5 separate regions of the Mus musculus genome follow, and all the other regions are linked to region 3. The links are chromatin contacts, called in public HiChIP or PLAC-seq and Micro-C maps. All regions are on one chromosome and are shown on one strand. The core of a region is the stretch at or near the end of the contact, and the rest is flanking DNA. Distances in the headings are between cores, read along the strand shown.

The links. A called contact is a pair of places that touch in the nucleus more often than the background predicts. HiChIP or PLAC-seq counts read pairs in DNA pulled down with a chosen protein or histone mark.
Region 1: a contact with region 3 is called in a Micro-C map of embryonic stem cells, with 2.9 times the contacts expected there. The contact joins the promoter of Cnih4 here to the promoter of Cnih3 in region 3. A contact is called at or near these places in 1 of 39 promoter capture datasets (liver), 2 of 484 Hi-C or Micro-C datasets (both in embryonic stem cells) and 2 of 9 other capture datasets (adipose tissue and liver).
Region 2: a contact with region 3 is called in an H3K4me3 HiChIP or PLAC-seq map of forebrain, with 3 times the contacts expected there. The contact joins the enhancer-like site here to the promoter of Cnih3 in region 3. A contact is called at or near these places in 15 of 39 promoter capture datasets (the 3T3-L1 cell line, 3T3-L1-derived adipocytes, the HPC-7 cell line and 9 more), 13 of 484 Hi-C or Micro-C datasets (the C2C12 cell line, the G1E-ER4 cell line, the HL-1 cell line and 8 more), 14 of 115 datasets of contacts at active chromatin or transcription factors (SST interneurons, bone marrow-derived macrophages, craniofacial prominence and 10 more) and 2 of 9 other capture datasets (liver and macrophages).
Region 4: a contact with region 3 is called in an HNF4G HiChIP or PLAC-seq map of pancreatic cancer cells. The contact joins the enhancer-like site here to the promoter of Cnih3 in region 3. A contact is called at or near these places in 11 of 39 promoter capture datasets (the 3T3-L1 cell line, 3T3-L1-derived adipocytes, the HPC-7 cell line and 6 more), 12 of 484 Hi-C or Micro-C datasets (the C2C12 cell line, the G1E-ER4 cell line, the HL-1 cell line and 6 more) and 11 of 115 datasets of contacts at active chromatin or transcription factors (bone marrow-derived macrophages, craniofacial prominence, embryonic basal ganglia and 7 more).
Region 5: a contact with region 3 is called in a Micro-C map of embryonic stem cells, with 2.4 times the contacts expected there. The contact joins the promoter of Wdr26 here to the promoter of Cnih3 in region 3. A contact is called at or near these places in 1 of 39 promoter capture datasets (the SN4741 cell line), 6 of 484 Hi-C or Micro-C datasets (cerebral cortex, cortical neurons, embryonic stem cells and 1 more), 2 of 115 datasets of contacts at active chromatin or transcription factors (bone marrow-derived macrophages and double positive thymocytes) and 1 of 9 other capture datasets (adipose tissue).

What each region holds. Positions count from the first base shown.
Region 1 is chr1:181,149,579-181,152,278 of GRCm38.p6, forward strand. It overlaps Cnih4 (cornichon family AMPA receptor auxiliary protein 4), which reads left to right and starts at 1,353. Exons shown (of 5, transcript NM_030131.3): 1 at 1,353-1,483. The coding sequence starts at 1,415.
Region 2 is chr1:181,534,311-181,537,010 of GRCm38.p6, forward strand. Gm32767 (a long non-coding RNA gene) reads right to left here. Exons shown (of 3, transcript XR_373754.2): 3 at 686-1,491. Among named protein-coding and RNA genes, the nearest start is that of Gm32767, 4.4 kb to the right of the region's middle. Within about 2 kb of position 1,436, at least 72 of the 459 cell types and tissues checked have an H3K27ac peak or open chromatin away from gene starts, as enhancers often do. A contact at or near this core is called in SST interneurons, forebrain, hippocampal neurons and 2 more, where this site is marked.
Region 3 is chr1:181,351,321-181,354,020 of GRCm38.p6, forward strand. It overlaps Cnih3 (cornichon family AMPA receptor auxiliary protein 3), which reads left to right and starts at 1,308. Exons shown (of 6, transcript NM_001160211.1): 1 at 1,308-2,186. The coding sequence starts at 2,106.
Region 4 is chr1:181,551,666-181,554,365 of GRCm38.p6, forward strand. No RefSeq gene overlaps it. Among named protein-coding and RNA genes, the nearest start is that of Gm32767, 13 kb to the left of the region's middle. Within about 2 kb of position 1,281, at least 113 of the 459 cell types and tissues checked have an H3K27ac peak or open chromatin away from gene starts, as enhancers often do. A contact at or near this core is called in the C2C12 cell line, the G1E-ER4 cell line, the HL-1 cell line and 3 more, where this site is marked.
Region 5 is chr1:181,210,539-181,213,238 of GRCm38.p6, forward strand. Wdr26 (WD repeat domain 26) reads right to left here and starts at 1,440. Exons shown (of 14, transcript NM_145514.5): 1 at 538-1,440. The coding sequence starts at 899. It overlaps Gm38664, which reads left to right and starts at 898. Exons shown (of 6, transcript XM_011238899.2): 1 at 898-961; 2 at 1,272-1,508. The coding sequence starts at 898.

The DNA of each region.
Region 1 (2,700 bases), core at 103-2,602, 200 kb before region 3:
CTTCTGGCATGCAGACATATATGCAGGTAGAGCACCCATACATTAAAAAATTTAAACAAACAAACAAAATAATTGTGGTTAATTGTGGTGTGAGCTATTACATTTTCTCAGGATAAAAGACCATCTAAGGGATGTAGGACAGGCCCAGTGTGGTGGTAAAAAGGGTGCTGGATCCGTGGAGATGGAATTACAGACAGTTGTGAGCTGCCATCCAGATTCTGGGAATGGAATCCAGGGAGCCATCCCTCCAGCACACCCCCTACCCCATCCTGTTTTTTTTTCTTTTTTCTTTTTAAGCACAGCAAGTGCCTACTGTCTTGGGCCTCTCTGCTCCTTGTAAATCGTCCAACCCTGTGTGAAACCCTCAGCCTGGTCTCTGCTGCTCTTCAGGGGTTTCTTCCTGCCCTTCAGGGTACTTGGGACTGCTTTTAATTTCTGTGGTTTATTCTATCTCCCCTACACTTACTATGCAAGGTGCAGGCTTGTGGGTGCCTCCCCTCTCTGTTCATTGTGTCTCTTAAGACCTAGAACAGTGCCTCACATACACTACCTGCTTTAAATTTAAATTTAAAATGAAAGTTAAATAAATGGATGAGCGAGTGAATGGCTGCTGGAATTGGCTTCCAAAGGCAACAGAACCCACCCAAGTTCTGTTTTGAATATTTAGTTGCTACTTTATTGCCCTTTTAACCACCAGAGCAGTTGTTTGCTCTGTTCATCTCTGCACTTGAAGTGTACAGTAGCTCTTGGTCTATAGTAAGGGTGTAGTAAAAATTATTTGCCTCCCTCTTTAAAAAAAGGTTGATAACTGGATTCTGTAAAATTCTTCAAATTCAGAGGTGAGAAAGCTTGCTGTTATCAAGAATTGGCAAGCAACTGGGTAAGTGCTGGGGAAACAGGTCAGGAACTGAAGAGCAGAACTCAGTGGCTTTGTATTTGAGATGAAAAGTTATAGAATGCAGGAGGGTAGAGAACAGGCGTTAAAGCAGCCATGTGTGGAGACCTATGCCAATAATCCCAATGCAAAGAGACCCAAGTTAGAGGCCAGGCTGGGCTTACAGAGCAAGATCATACCACTCGCATACAAAGCGCATTCCACAGAAACCAACAATGATAGGCAAGGAAGGATGGATACAAAGTGAAAGAGAGACAGAAAATTTCATATGATAGGCAAGGAAGGATGGATACAAAGTAAAAGAGAGACAGAAAATTTCATACAGGGTGAGTAACTTCATGCAGTGGATACTAAATGAGGGTGAGGTCCACCTGCTATGCTCCCTGGGCACTAGTGAACTTCATTTCCCATCATGCATCGCGTCGCGGAGGTGGCGTTTTTGGACCACAACTCCCGGCATGCCGCCTATCCCAGCGGCGCGGCCCGAAGCTGGTTTGACGGGCGGAGCGGCGGCGGAGGATGGAGGCGGTGGTGTTCCTCTTCTCGCTCCTCGACTGTTGCGCGCTCATCTTCCTCTCCGTCTACTTCGTATCCTTGGTTGAAGCGGGCCGCGGCCGCCGCTCGTTCCCAGGGCTACCGCCGGGGCAATGGGCAGAGGGTGGGCCCGGCGGGCGCTGGCAGGTTGGGGTGAGGGGGCGGCGGCGCGGGCCCGGGTCGCGAGCGGAGGAGCCTCGCTGCGCCTCGGGCGGGCCTGAGCCAGCTCCCCCTGCCTCCTCTTCGCCTGCCTGGGCCGCCGGGGGTCCCCGAGAGAGCGAAGCCGTTCAGGGGCATAGCCGGCCGGCCTGAGGCTTTGCCGCCTTCTCTAGTCCCCGGCAGCACCCTTGCCCCTTTGTCCTTGTGGGTGTCTGCCCTTCTGGAGACTCCCCACACCCAGGAGATGACTCATTCCAAGAACTGGCGGTGTGCTTCCTTCACGTGCAGTTCTTTAGGGTTTTTGAAAGAAGCATCCACAAAGTGTTTCTGGTTGCCTTCCGCAGTGGACTATCTGTAAACTCAGTAACTATACCTGTGGCTTAATCCCCAGTTTCTAAACTTTATATATATATATATAAAATCCGTGTTAACATTCAGTATTTTCTATAGTTGTTTCTGTTACAGGTTTCAAACAGTATTTTCCAGACCAGTACATGGTGTTCTTCAGCCTAGCACTGTAGTAGTTGTGTGATGTGACTTCAGTACTCTCAGTCCTTGGGGGATGATAGTCTTTGTTACAGCACGCTGCTGTAATGCAGTAGTGTAATGCACAGACCACTTTTAAGTAATTAGATATGACTAGTAAAGTGCTCCAGGACCTGTGGCTGTTGCCCCTTTCCCTATGAAATCACGTCCTCTTTTCTGATCGAATTGAACTTTTTGTTTGTGCAGCCCTGGAATGGCTGCACAGAATATATTTCCCGCTTTTATGATGAACTGACAGTTTGTCTTAATAGGAAGAAACAAACTTTGGAACTATGAACCTTGCCCAGTACTGTATCTTACCTGCTTCGATTTTCTTTAGGATTGTAGATATGTATTTCCTAAATATACACAGTGAGAATTTGTGTCAAACACCCAGTGGCTGCCCAATTGAAATTATCTAGCAGCAGTTCTTACTTTGATGATTTCTCATGCAAAGAGCCCTGTGTTTTATTAGCTTTGAGGAACTGAATAAAAGGGCAAGATCTCTTACCTAAGTTCCAATGACCATTGTTTAGCTTATGATATAAGGGACCAGAGCTGTTTGACAGAAATGCAACAACAATTTT
Region 2 (2,700 bases), core at 186-2,685, 180 kb after region 3:
AAGATCATTTATAGTGTCTAGGCGGTTCACCTGTTCATATGTGTGGCCCTTCCTCGCAGAAGCAGAAGCCACAGACAGAATAGGAAAGAACAGAAGAGTAAAAGACACATTTGTGTATTGTGAACGGCCGTGATTTCAGTGAGGCTGGTTACCTAGAGAGAACTTGTGCTGCCCTTTGGCAGGGATCAGGGCCCGACATCCAGGTCCGTGGGCTCTTGATGTTCTTCTAGTCTTTCCTGGGTCAAAACTCAGTACTATTTCAAACTCAAAGCTGTTGAAGCGAACATTTATCTTCCATATGGAGAACTGACCAATGATGTAGAAGAACTCCTCAGGACTACAGACAGCTTTTCTCCCCCATCCTTATCCAAAACAGTATTTATGCACACGGAGTCAACTGACAGGGTTACCAGTGTTCCCTGCAAATTATAAATGTGCCCACATGCTTCTCACCCATGACTGCTCCAGGACGCCATCGCGTGGATCCAGTTACTAACCATGGTAATGTCCCCTCTGGTGGGTCCCCTCTCCCTGCTTCCCCACCCACCCTCCTTTTTTATTTCACATAGGAAACAGGAAGTCTCATCATCAGGCAAAGCCTCGAAGTGGGACCTTAACATTTGCTACTACATAATTCATGCAGATGGCAAGGTCAACAGGGCTTTGAGAGTTTATTTTGGGAGGGTGGTTTTCTGCAATTCAAATGCAGGAGTAAATGTCAACGCTAATAAAATAAAAATTCTTACAGTAGAGACTGTGTTACTAACTACAAACCAGGTGGAGGGGTGGGCTGGCTTCTCCGAGCTCACGGAGTCTTACTTCCTGCCTAATGAACGGCTCAATTCCTTCTGAAAGGCAAACACACACTGAGATAAGAAGAGCAAACTGGTAAGCCAGCAGGAGAAGTAATTTAAACCAGATTGGTGTCTCTCTCCATAAAAGGAGTAGGTTTCAGGTGTGTCTTGTAACAAAATCTAGCAATGCCGAGAGGGTCACATCACCGCAGCATGTTGGTCAGGGATTACACAAAGCATCCCATTGTTCTGATGTCACTGTGAGGCTCGTACAGAGAACTAGTGTATGGAAGGAGTCCTTGGAACGTTACTGTGTTCTATAGTTTTGTGATGATGTCTTGAGTTCTATCCAGTACAGGACAATTTTTATTTTTTATCAGTCTTCCTCTGTCTTTCTTGCCATATGGCTCTGAAATACTTTGTTCTATGACTGGGCTGGCTAAACTCGGGCCTGCTAAGTTTGCTATGTGGCCTGATGCCAGGCAACTGGATGGTTCAGGGAATAAAGATCATTAACTGTCAGCCGAGTATGTCAAGTCCCTGCTGGAAACAGCACGATGCACACGGACAGAGATCAGTTGCAGTAGGCTCGCTCATCCAGGAGACTTCTCTGCACTAGTGAGAATGAGTCATAGCTTCCATAGTCAGTCAGTGTGATGAATATTCCATGCAGGCTGCTGAGCCCAAGCAGCTGGACCTAAAGAGAATATACCACACTGTTCTATTTATACATGCAGAATAGGAAGCCATACAACCGTGTCTTAGTTAGCGTTCTACTGCTGAGAACAGACACCAGAACCTAGGACAACGTTTAACTGGGTCTGGCTTACAGGTTCAGAGCTTCAGTTCATTATCATCAAGGCAGGAGCATGGCAGCATCCAGGCAGACATGGTGTAGGAGGAGCTGAGAGTTCTACATCTTATTCTGAAGACAAACAGAAGACTGGCTCCCATGTGGTTAGGAGGAGGGTCTTAAAGCCCACACCTACAGTGGCACACCTCCTCCAACAAGGCCACACCCACAAATAGTGCCATTTCCTGAGCCACTCCCTGGGCCAAGCATATTTGAACTACCACAAGTTGATTCCCCTTGTTAGAAATGATGCCTTGTGACAGAAGCATCCTGAATGCTATGAACATCTCATTCCTGGATTTGGGGGATTGGCGCCCAGCTTATAAGAGTCCTCTGAGCTGTCTACTGTGGTGTGTGCTTATGCATACATGTATGTTTGCATGTTCGTGTATGCGTGAGTGTGTGCATGTGTCTATGTAAACAGACACACATTTGACAAAGTTGACATTGGGTGTCTTCCTTGATTGCGTTCCACTTAATCTATTGAGGCAGGATCTCTCAACTGAACGGAACTTGCCAATTCTGGCTAGTGTAACTGGCCAGCTTGTCCAAGGGATCCGCAGTCTGTTTCTCCAGTGTTGGGATTAAGGTGACCAGCGCATCTGCCAACCTTTTACATAGTTTCTGGGGATCTCAGGCTCAGTCTTCATGACTCTGTTACAAGTGCTTTAGCCACCGAGCCATCTCTCTAGCCTATGATATTAATTCTGCTATCGATGGTACTATATCTCCTGTAGCACAGACTGGCCTCAAACTCAGTGTGTAGCTGAAGCTGGCCTTCAGCTCTGATCTTCCTGCCTCCACTCGCAAACACTAGGATTACAAGCATGGGATATGAATGGAATCTGGCTCGTAAATTATTTAGTATTCTTTTGCAGTGTGTGTGTTGTGTATATGTATGTATGTATGTATGTATGTATGTATGCATATATGGAGTGTATGTCTGTGTATGTGTATATGTGTGTGTTATATGTATATATGTGTATGTGTGTTTATGTTGTGTGTGTATGTGTGTCTGTGTATATGTGTGTGTCATGTGTGTATATGATGTGT
Region 3 (2,700 bases), core at 58-2,557:
AGGAGGAAACTCATGCCTGCTACTATATATCTGGCCCAGAATCCATGGTTGGGGAATTGTTCATGTCCAGAGGACACTCTCTACAATTTTGCTAAATGGAACTAGTATCAAACTGTCCTCTAACTTTGTATCTCTATACCTATAGGTTGGTGCAGCTCTTAGATCTCATGAGGGAAGTTGTTTTGTGCCGTGGAGGGCAGTTAAGGTAAATACATGACCTGTCAAAGTGCAGTGGAGTGCTCAGCCAGCCACAAATGGACAATCATATCACACTCCTTCTCCCTAAGTTTCAGGGACCATCATGGAGAGGTGGCAGAAAAGGGGCCAAAGCCTGTAAGATCCAGAGGTTGGGGAGGATGGGAGCGAAGCATTCTTTTCTGTACATAATCCGATGTTCTGAGGTGCACCTCAGATTCCCGGGGGACTTGCTTGCTACTCGTCTCTCAGGACATTTCTTCTTGCTTCCTGTGCTGACTCATCTGAAATCCAAGTTCTATCTGCAGGGTTGGATTTTTTTTTTTTTTATTGAGCAATTATGATACAATTTTTTAAGATGCTTAACCTCTGTGACAGAGGTCCCTACATTTACGGATTGACTGGGTACCAATTGCTCCCTGCTAGGTCCTGTTGGGTTTGAAGACACTCAATTGCTATTCAGGTTTTATTTAAGGAGGCTAAGAAAGTTGGAGGTAGGAGCGAGTCTGCTTTCAACAGTAAGCTCTTAGTAATGTAAGCTCTTAGTAATGCCACAGAGCAACACAGAAACACTTTCTGCACCCTTGCCTTATCCCCTCCTCCCCCACCTCCCACTCCCCACTGACCAGGTTCCAATAATCCCAAGGTCAGATGGAGCAGGATAGTGGAGGATGCGAGGGATGGGCGCTGATTCAGAATCCTATGGGGGGCACAGGGTAGAGCAGTAAAGGCACCCTAGATCAGAAGTAGATTACAGTTTGGGAAATCTGCCTAAGCAGGACCCAACCAACAGGAGCCCTCCACTCCCTCGATCCCTCACTTCCCTGCTCTGGTGTGCTCCAAAGGGCTGGAAGCCTAGGGGCGGCCGACGCGTTGTCGCCATAGCCTTCCGCCTTCCCACTCTCTCCGGGCGCACGTGCTCAAAGAGTCCCTGCCCCTCCCGCCTCCGCGCGCGCGGGGCCGCAAGTTTCCTACGAGAGGCGGGCGAGCACCGCATCTTCTCTCCGCCGCCTCCCTGGCCCCCGCCGCTGCCGCTGCAGTCTCCGCCCGCGGGGAGGGCGCGCTCTGGAGCCGGCGAGGGTGGGGCGCCGCGAGGGAGGGGTCCCAGCGCCGCATTCCTCGCGGCGCCCGCGGCAGCAGCAGAAGCAGCAGCAGCAGCAGGTGGAGCCCCATTCAGCTGCGAGCCGCTCTTGGCCGGAAACCCGCGCCGCAGCCGCCTGGCCGGGAGCTGGCCCTCCAGGCTGGAGCCCACGCCGCCCCGGCCCGACCCAGTTTCCCAGGCACCGGGTTACCGAAGCCGGCGGCCGGGGGACGCGGTTGGGTCCGGGGCCGGATGCATCTCAGTGCGCATAGCTGCGCTGGGAGACCCCAGCCCGGGGCGCAGGGCTAACGGGACCTGGCCCACCTCAAGACTTGTGCTCTGGGGACAGAGCGGCTTTGGGATTCGGAGTCCAGGCACCTGGCCGGAGGCTGTTGAAGTCTGGGTGTCGTGCTCACCCCACCTCTTTGCTTGGGCACCAACAGAGAGAGCTCTTTCCAGAGGACCGGACCTCCTCGCCTGGTCCAGAGTGGAGTCCTCGCACCCGGTGCCTGTTAGTTTCGAGAACCTTTCTAGTTGACACTGGTCTGCAGGTGTTCTCTGCTGGTTAGGTTTCTTCTTCGGCTAGGGGGACTGTTGCTACCAGAGGCATTCTGTGCCTGTGGGCGCTCCAAGTCCCGGGTCTCCAGTCCTGCCAGAATCGTCCGGGCTTCGCTGACCCTCAACTCTGTCTCTGCTTGTCGTGGGTGCTTCTAGTCGTTTGGGTTTTTACCCGGAGTGTGTAGACTAGACATCTTTCTGACTGCTAATTGGGAAGGCACTGGTCTCCAGGGAGCGGCTTTGTGTGTGGTGGGATCCGGGGTCCTCAGCCATGGCCTTCACTTTCGCTGCTTTCTGCTACATGCTGTCCCTGGTGCTCTGCGCTGCGCTCATCTTTTTCGCTATCTGGCACGTGAGTAACCTGCAGAGGCTTCTAACTCTCCTGTACCCCAAAGTCCTCCCTCCCCCCACGCCCACCTCATTTCCTCATTTCACCGGCCTTTTAGACATAGCAGGCGTGGGCGGACCGCGAGGTCAGGCAGAAGTACTTTCTGGGCAGACCTTGTCCATCTCCCCTGTCCCGGGGCAGGAGACACAGTTCTTGGCATCCTGAGACCAGGCGGTACCGCGCCGGGCGCCTACCTGCCTTGGCTGGAGCCAGTGACTGGTGGAGCCTCCCTGCGGGGCACATTCCTGGGCGTGGCAAGGTGTCCCAGCCAGGCCAGGAGTAGTGGCTCAAAACCCCATCTGCTGGGCTTCCGCACCCCACTCCCTTCTCTCCTGCCTGCAGGAGAGAAGAAGCCCTGCCAGTGTCCCAGGCAATTAGTCAAGTAACTATAACAACTAAACATTTAAAATGTCAGCATCTGTGGTGGGTTGCGTTTAGACATAATTGGAGACGAAGTGGAAACACAACCAGAGCGCCT
Region 4 (2,700 bases), core at 31-2,530, 200 kb after region 3:
CTCCCTGCAAGGCTGGTGAGAAAGCTGGGTCTATCCACGGCCAGAGGATGGGTGGATCCAGTTTCTGGCTGCAAAGTTTCACAGCAAAGCCAAGGCTGTGGTTGCTGCTATGATGGAGCGACTTGGAGCCACAAGGGGTCAAAAGCACTTTTGAATCTGAGATGAAGTGTTTCCTGCCCCCCTTCTTTCCTCCCTTCTTCCCTTCTTTCCTCCCTCCCTTGTTCCCTCTCTTCCTTTCTTCCTTCCTTCCTTCCTTCCTTCCTTCCTTCCTTCCTTCCTTCCTTCCTTCCTTCCTTCCCTCCTCTCTTCCTTCTTTGCTTCCTTCTTTGCTTGCATGTTTTTATTTCCCTTTTGCCATTTCAGCCAGCAAGTTGCACTCTTTCTTATGCTAGCACAGAGAAAATGAGCTAGTAAAGTCCTTGCTGGCTGATGTCCCACTTGCTGTGCAGGGTAATAAGGACCTTCACTAGGGAGGCATCTTTGGGGAGTGGAGGACAAGGGATTGTCCTGTGGCCTCTGCAGCTTGACTTTATTTCCTGACTTGCTGTTGCCCCTCTCTAAAGTAGGTATTACTTCCTCCATCCTTAGTGCCTGGGAGTCAGGCTTAGGATATCCTGCAGTCACTGCTATTGGAGGTGAACCAGAGGGAGCCTAGCTTGCTTTTCCTCCTGGTTTTTGACAAGTTCTTTTATGGGATCAGTTCTTGTACTGCCATGGGAGAAAGGAGTTAAGTAATCAGGGAGGCCTTCTAGGTGACACCTAAAGCCAGAAACCTTAGTAACTTTATCTGTACATTAGAAACCTCCAACCCCCTGTCCCAGCCCTGTGCAGCTTAGAGGACATGGGAATTCAAGTCCCAGCAGGATACTGCTAGAACCAAGGGACTGAAACAGAAAGAGCAGGACAGCAGGAGCCTAAGAGCTGTGTAAGGAGGGGGAGGGAGAGTCACAGCCTACTTAGCTGCCAGGACAGCAAGGCAGAGACAGCCAGAGAACTGGACTGACAAATGAGGGCACTCCAGACTTTGGCAGATGGCAGCAAAACCACACCAGCTGCTTTTTTTCCCAGGGCTGCCCGGTCCATTTGCCAGCCATGTCATGTTTACTCTTAGGACATAAAGAGAGGTTCACTGGAAGAGGGTGACTTCAAGGCTTCTCACTGGTACTTGGAGAGCTCTGTCCAGTTGAGCAGCCTCGGCACATGTGCCACTACTGTGTTGCCCCTGGCAGAGCCGTCCCCTGACAGGCATCAGCATCCCCACTTATGCAAGTCAACCCTGGCTATGATGTAACTTTTTATGCCCTGTGACTCAGGGTGGAGGGACTCCTTGGTCCCTCAGACAGCTCAGTGATTCCTTAATCATTTCCTCCTTTTAAGTCCTTAGTCACTGCGGGAGATCTGGCTGATTTCTAAGTTTATCACTCCTTGCTCCCCGGAGAGCATTTAGTAATATGCTGCAGGGGACAGGAGCTCTCAAAGCCCGTGAAGAAAATGGGCTTTCAGACACCCCCACCCCCACCCAGAAGAAGAGCAGAGGGTGTGGTTTGAGGATGCCTGGCACCTGGGCCTCTGTGTCCCTGAACAGATGGCAGCTTACACTGCTGGCTGGAGAACTGGGAAAGTTCAGAGCTGCCTTCAGAAGGTCGACACCCACTCACCACCCTGATGAACACCCACGGATGTGACGGTCATATCTAAGAAGAGGAGGGTGCGGCTACAGACAGGGGTTTCTGTGACTCAACACAATCATCTCTCTTGGCTAAATCTCTAATATCTGCTCCCCGTTGAGGAACTTTGGGGTCCCAAAGAGGCATCCATTTACTTCTGCATTGGGGGTGGAGGACTTTACATGTTGGCTGAATTGTGTCTTTTAAATGACATCGCAAGCCAGGCATGGTAGCGTGTGCCTGTTATGGTTCCTAGCACTCAGAAAGCCAAGGCAAGAGGATAGACAGCTATGGGTCAGGATGGGCAACACAGGGAGACGATCTCAAAACAAAACAAAAATGCCTCGAGAAATTGATTTAATTCCTCCCTCTCTGTTTCCCTCCTTCTCTCTTTTTCCGTCCTCTCCCGTCCTCCTCTCCCCATTTGCAGGTTACTGAAATGTTACAGTAACCAATACGATCAACTTGATTTCTCCTCTCAACAGTACAGTTTCAGGTTTCGAGTTGAGAAGTTAGTTGAGTGTGGATGCGGCCCATTCCCTTTATAGCTATTGATCATAGTTCATTGCGGTTCCTTGTATGAGTATAGTATTTTTTGTTTTATGGACTTCACTTGCTGAACATTTAGATTTGTTTCTAGAGTTTTCCGCCAATACCATATAGTAATCCCTCTCCCTGCGTGGGCTCCCTGCGTGGGCTCCCTGCGTGGGCTCCCTGCGTGGGCTCCCTGTGTGGGGCTCCCTGCGTGGGCTCCCTGTGTGGGGCTCCCTGCGTGGGCTCCCTGTGTGGGGCTCCCTGCGTGGGCTCCCTGCAATGTTTGCAGTAAGAGGTTTATTGCTGAAATACAAGTTGAATAACGCTGTGCATGGCCACCTGACGCTCTGTGGCCAGTGAATTGCTTGTCGCACTTGAGCAAAAGGTTCCTGTGTGTTATATAAATATTTAATCCTAATCAAGGGTTTCTACCCCACCTTTGACCATTTAGTTCCCAGATAAAAGATATACACAACCTTTCTTTTTTCACACAACTTTC
Region 5 (2,700 bases), core at 190-2,689, 140 kb before region 3:
GCATGACTTCCACTGGGTATCTGACTTCATTATTCCCATCAGATTTACTCGACAGCCTCTTTCCAAATTATGCCAGCCCCTTAGTTCCCATAAACACTTGTAGGCGACTGTCCTTCCTGATTGGTAGTTTGCCTGGGCTGCTGTCGGTCAGGGGTGGGGGTGGGGAGGTGTCCCACAAAGATGCCTCTGAGACACACTTGAAAAACAAATCCTCCAAGGTTCATTATTTCCACCGCTCTGATCCACCCCTCCCCCAGCATAAACAACCTCGGTGTCCGCCTTCCCGGACAGACAATCCTGCTCTGGAGGTGCGCGGGGAGGGGTCGCCCTGGGTTTCCACTACCCCTCCCCAGCCCAGGCGGCTCGGCTGGCCTTAAGACATCGGGCCGATTCCCTTTCCTAGACCTCCCCTCCACCGCCCCCCCCCCCAGGGCTGTCTGTCCCCGGCCTCCTGCGCACTGGGCCCCGGGGTCCCCGCAACCCACCCGGCCGCTCGGCCCCGGCCTGGCCCTCACCAGTTGTAGGACGGACACTTACTTGAGCCCTAGGCCATTGAGGTGCTGTCCTATGAGCCTAATGACATCCTCATCGGACTGCGAGAGCCGCTTCTTCTTCTTGAGGCTGCTGCCCAGCTCGGGGGTGGCCTGGGCGGCGGCGGCGGTGGCGGAGGCCGCGGCGGCCCCGCCGGGAACCCCGTTATTGACACTCAGGCTGTTGCTATTGTTGCCAGCGGCGGAGGGGGCGGCAGGCAGGAGCCCGTTGGCGTGGGCCAGGTCCCCCGCGGACGTCGCCGAAGGGGACGACTCCCCGTTCTGCGCCGACAGGCAGGCGAGCTCCGGGGTCTGGCCCTGGCCCCCGCCGCCCCCGCCGCCGCCTCCTCCCGCCCCGTTGGCCTGCATGGTGCCGCCGCTGACCAGGCTGTGGCCGCTGCTCCGCTGCGGGGCGGCGGGGGCGGCCGGAGGCAGTCCCACCACCACCACCACGGAGGAGGAGGAGGAGGAGGCGGCCGGCGAGGGCGAGGGCGGGGGGGGGAGGCCTGCTCGGCCCGCCGAGGCCCCGGGCTCTCCTGCTCCCTCCGCCGCCGAGGCTCGGGGCTTCTTTCGCGGGGGCGGGGAGGCTCCGCCGGCGTCCGAGTCGGAGGAGGAGGAAGCGGAGGCCAGAGTTTCCTCGCCGAGAGAGGCCGTGGTGGGAGGCCGGCGGGGCGCGGCGGGGGTCGGCGGGGCGGGAGGAGGGGGAGAAGGAGGACCGGGCCCTTCCCCCCCCCTCCGGAGGCGCTCGCGGCGCGGCCCGGGGGCTCGCGGGCACTGGGGGGGGCGCGGGCCCGAAGCTGGGAGCCCGGACGGCGGCGGCGGAGGCGGCGGCGGAGGCAGCGGCCGCCTCGGTGCTGGGTCCGCGCCGCTCCGCTCCCTGGTGTGTTGATTCTTCCCCCAGCTGCTGTCTAATGGAGTCCGGGCGCTGGCGTCACAGGAAATGCCTATACTGCCCTCCTCGCTCACTTCCGGCAGCAGGTATGGAACCTATAGGGGGCTGTCACCCGGCACGTGTGTGTCCGGCGGCCGGGGTGAGGCCGTGGGGTGAAGGCGAGGGCGGCCGGGGGTGGGGGTCCGGCCCCGGCGGGGAGGCGCGACTCAGCACGACCTGGCCCGCCTGTGCGAGGCCGCCCTGGCTCCCCGGGTCAGGCGTGCGAGCTCGGCCTGCAGTAAGTTCGCAGCCTCGCTCCGGGGCCCTGCAGGGTGGGAGGCGGAGATCACGTCCTCGCCCTGCACCCTGAGTGACCCAGAAAGGAGCGAGCGGCCGGCGTGGAGGGGGCCGCAGACGCACTGGCACGGGCCAGGGTGGGGCCGCCGGCGGCCTGGTTTTGCAGCTTGTGACTTCGAGCACAAGGGTGTGCTAGGCCCCTGGCCACCGGCTTCTTGCTCTGCACTCAGGATTTAACCACTGCCTCGGTTTAGGGTGGAAACACTTGAACTTGCACAGCCAAGCACCACACACAGTTGTATCCGTGTCAGTCCAGGACAAGGGAGATGACAGCAGAGCTGAGTGTGCTCCACCCTGGGAAGGCGAAGTCGGCCGTAAACTGCCTTCCCTCTGGGAGGAAAAACAACAACTCGTGGGGGCAAGACGTTTCAAAGGCTGAGGGTGTGTAGAGGCGCTTTGCTTTGGAGTTTTACTAGGTTTGTTTTGTCTTTCTTTTAAGTGCTCGCTCAGATGTCTTGTTCCTGGTTCCTGTACCTCTGACCGAGGGGTGGGATTGGGGCACCGTTTCAGATTCTGGTTTGAAATTTTCAAGTGGCCGGAGTTTCACTGTCCCAGCGCTTTAAACGGCTTTCTTGAGTGGAGAAACACAGCAGCAGAGAACTGAGTAACTATGTTACTCTGTGGCAAATGGTCCATGGGGCCCTAGTCAGTTTCATGGACTTGGGTCGTAGCATGTAGACCTGGTGTGGACAGATATTTTTCCTGACGTGACTTCCATTTGGGAGGAAAACAACAACAAAAAGACCAAACAAACAGACCCAACAGCCTTAAGCAATACATCTTATGTCTCTGAAATTTACAACACTCACAGCTCAGTAATTTTTAGGTCTTTGGGGACAGCCTTTTTTAAATTTAGAAGTGTAATAAAAATTAGCCTATGATTTGTCAAGAATCCTGAGCTCTCTTCATCTTGAGACTGGGAAGAGAGACAGAGACCAGGGC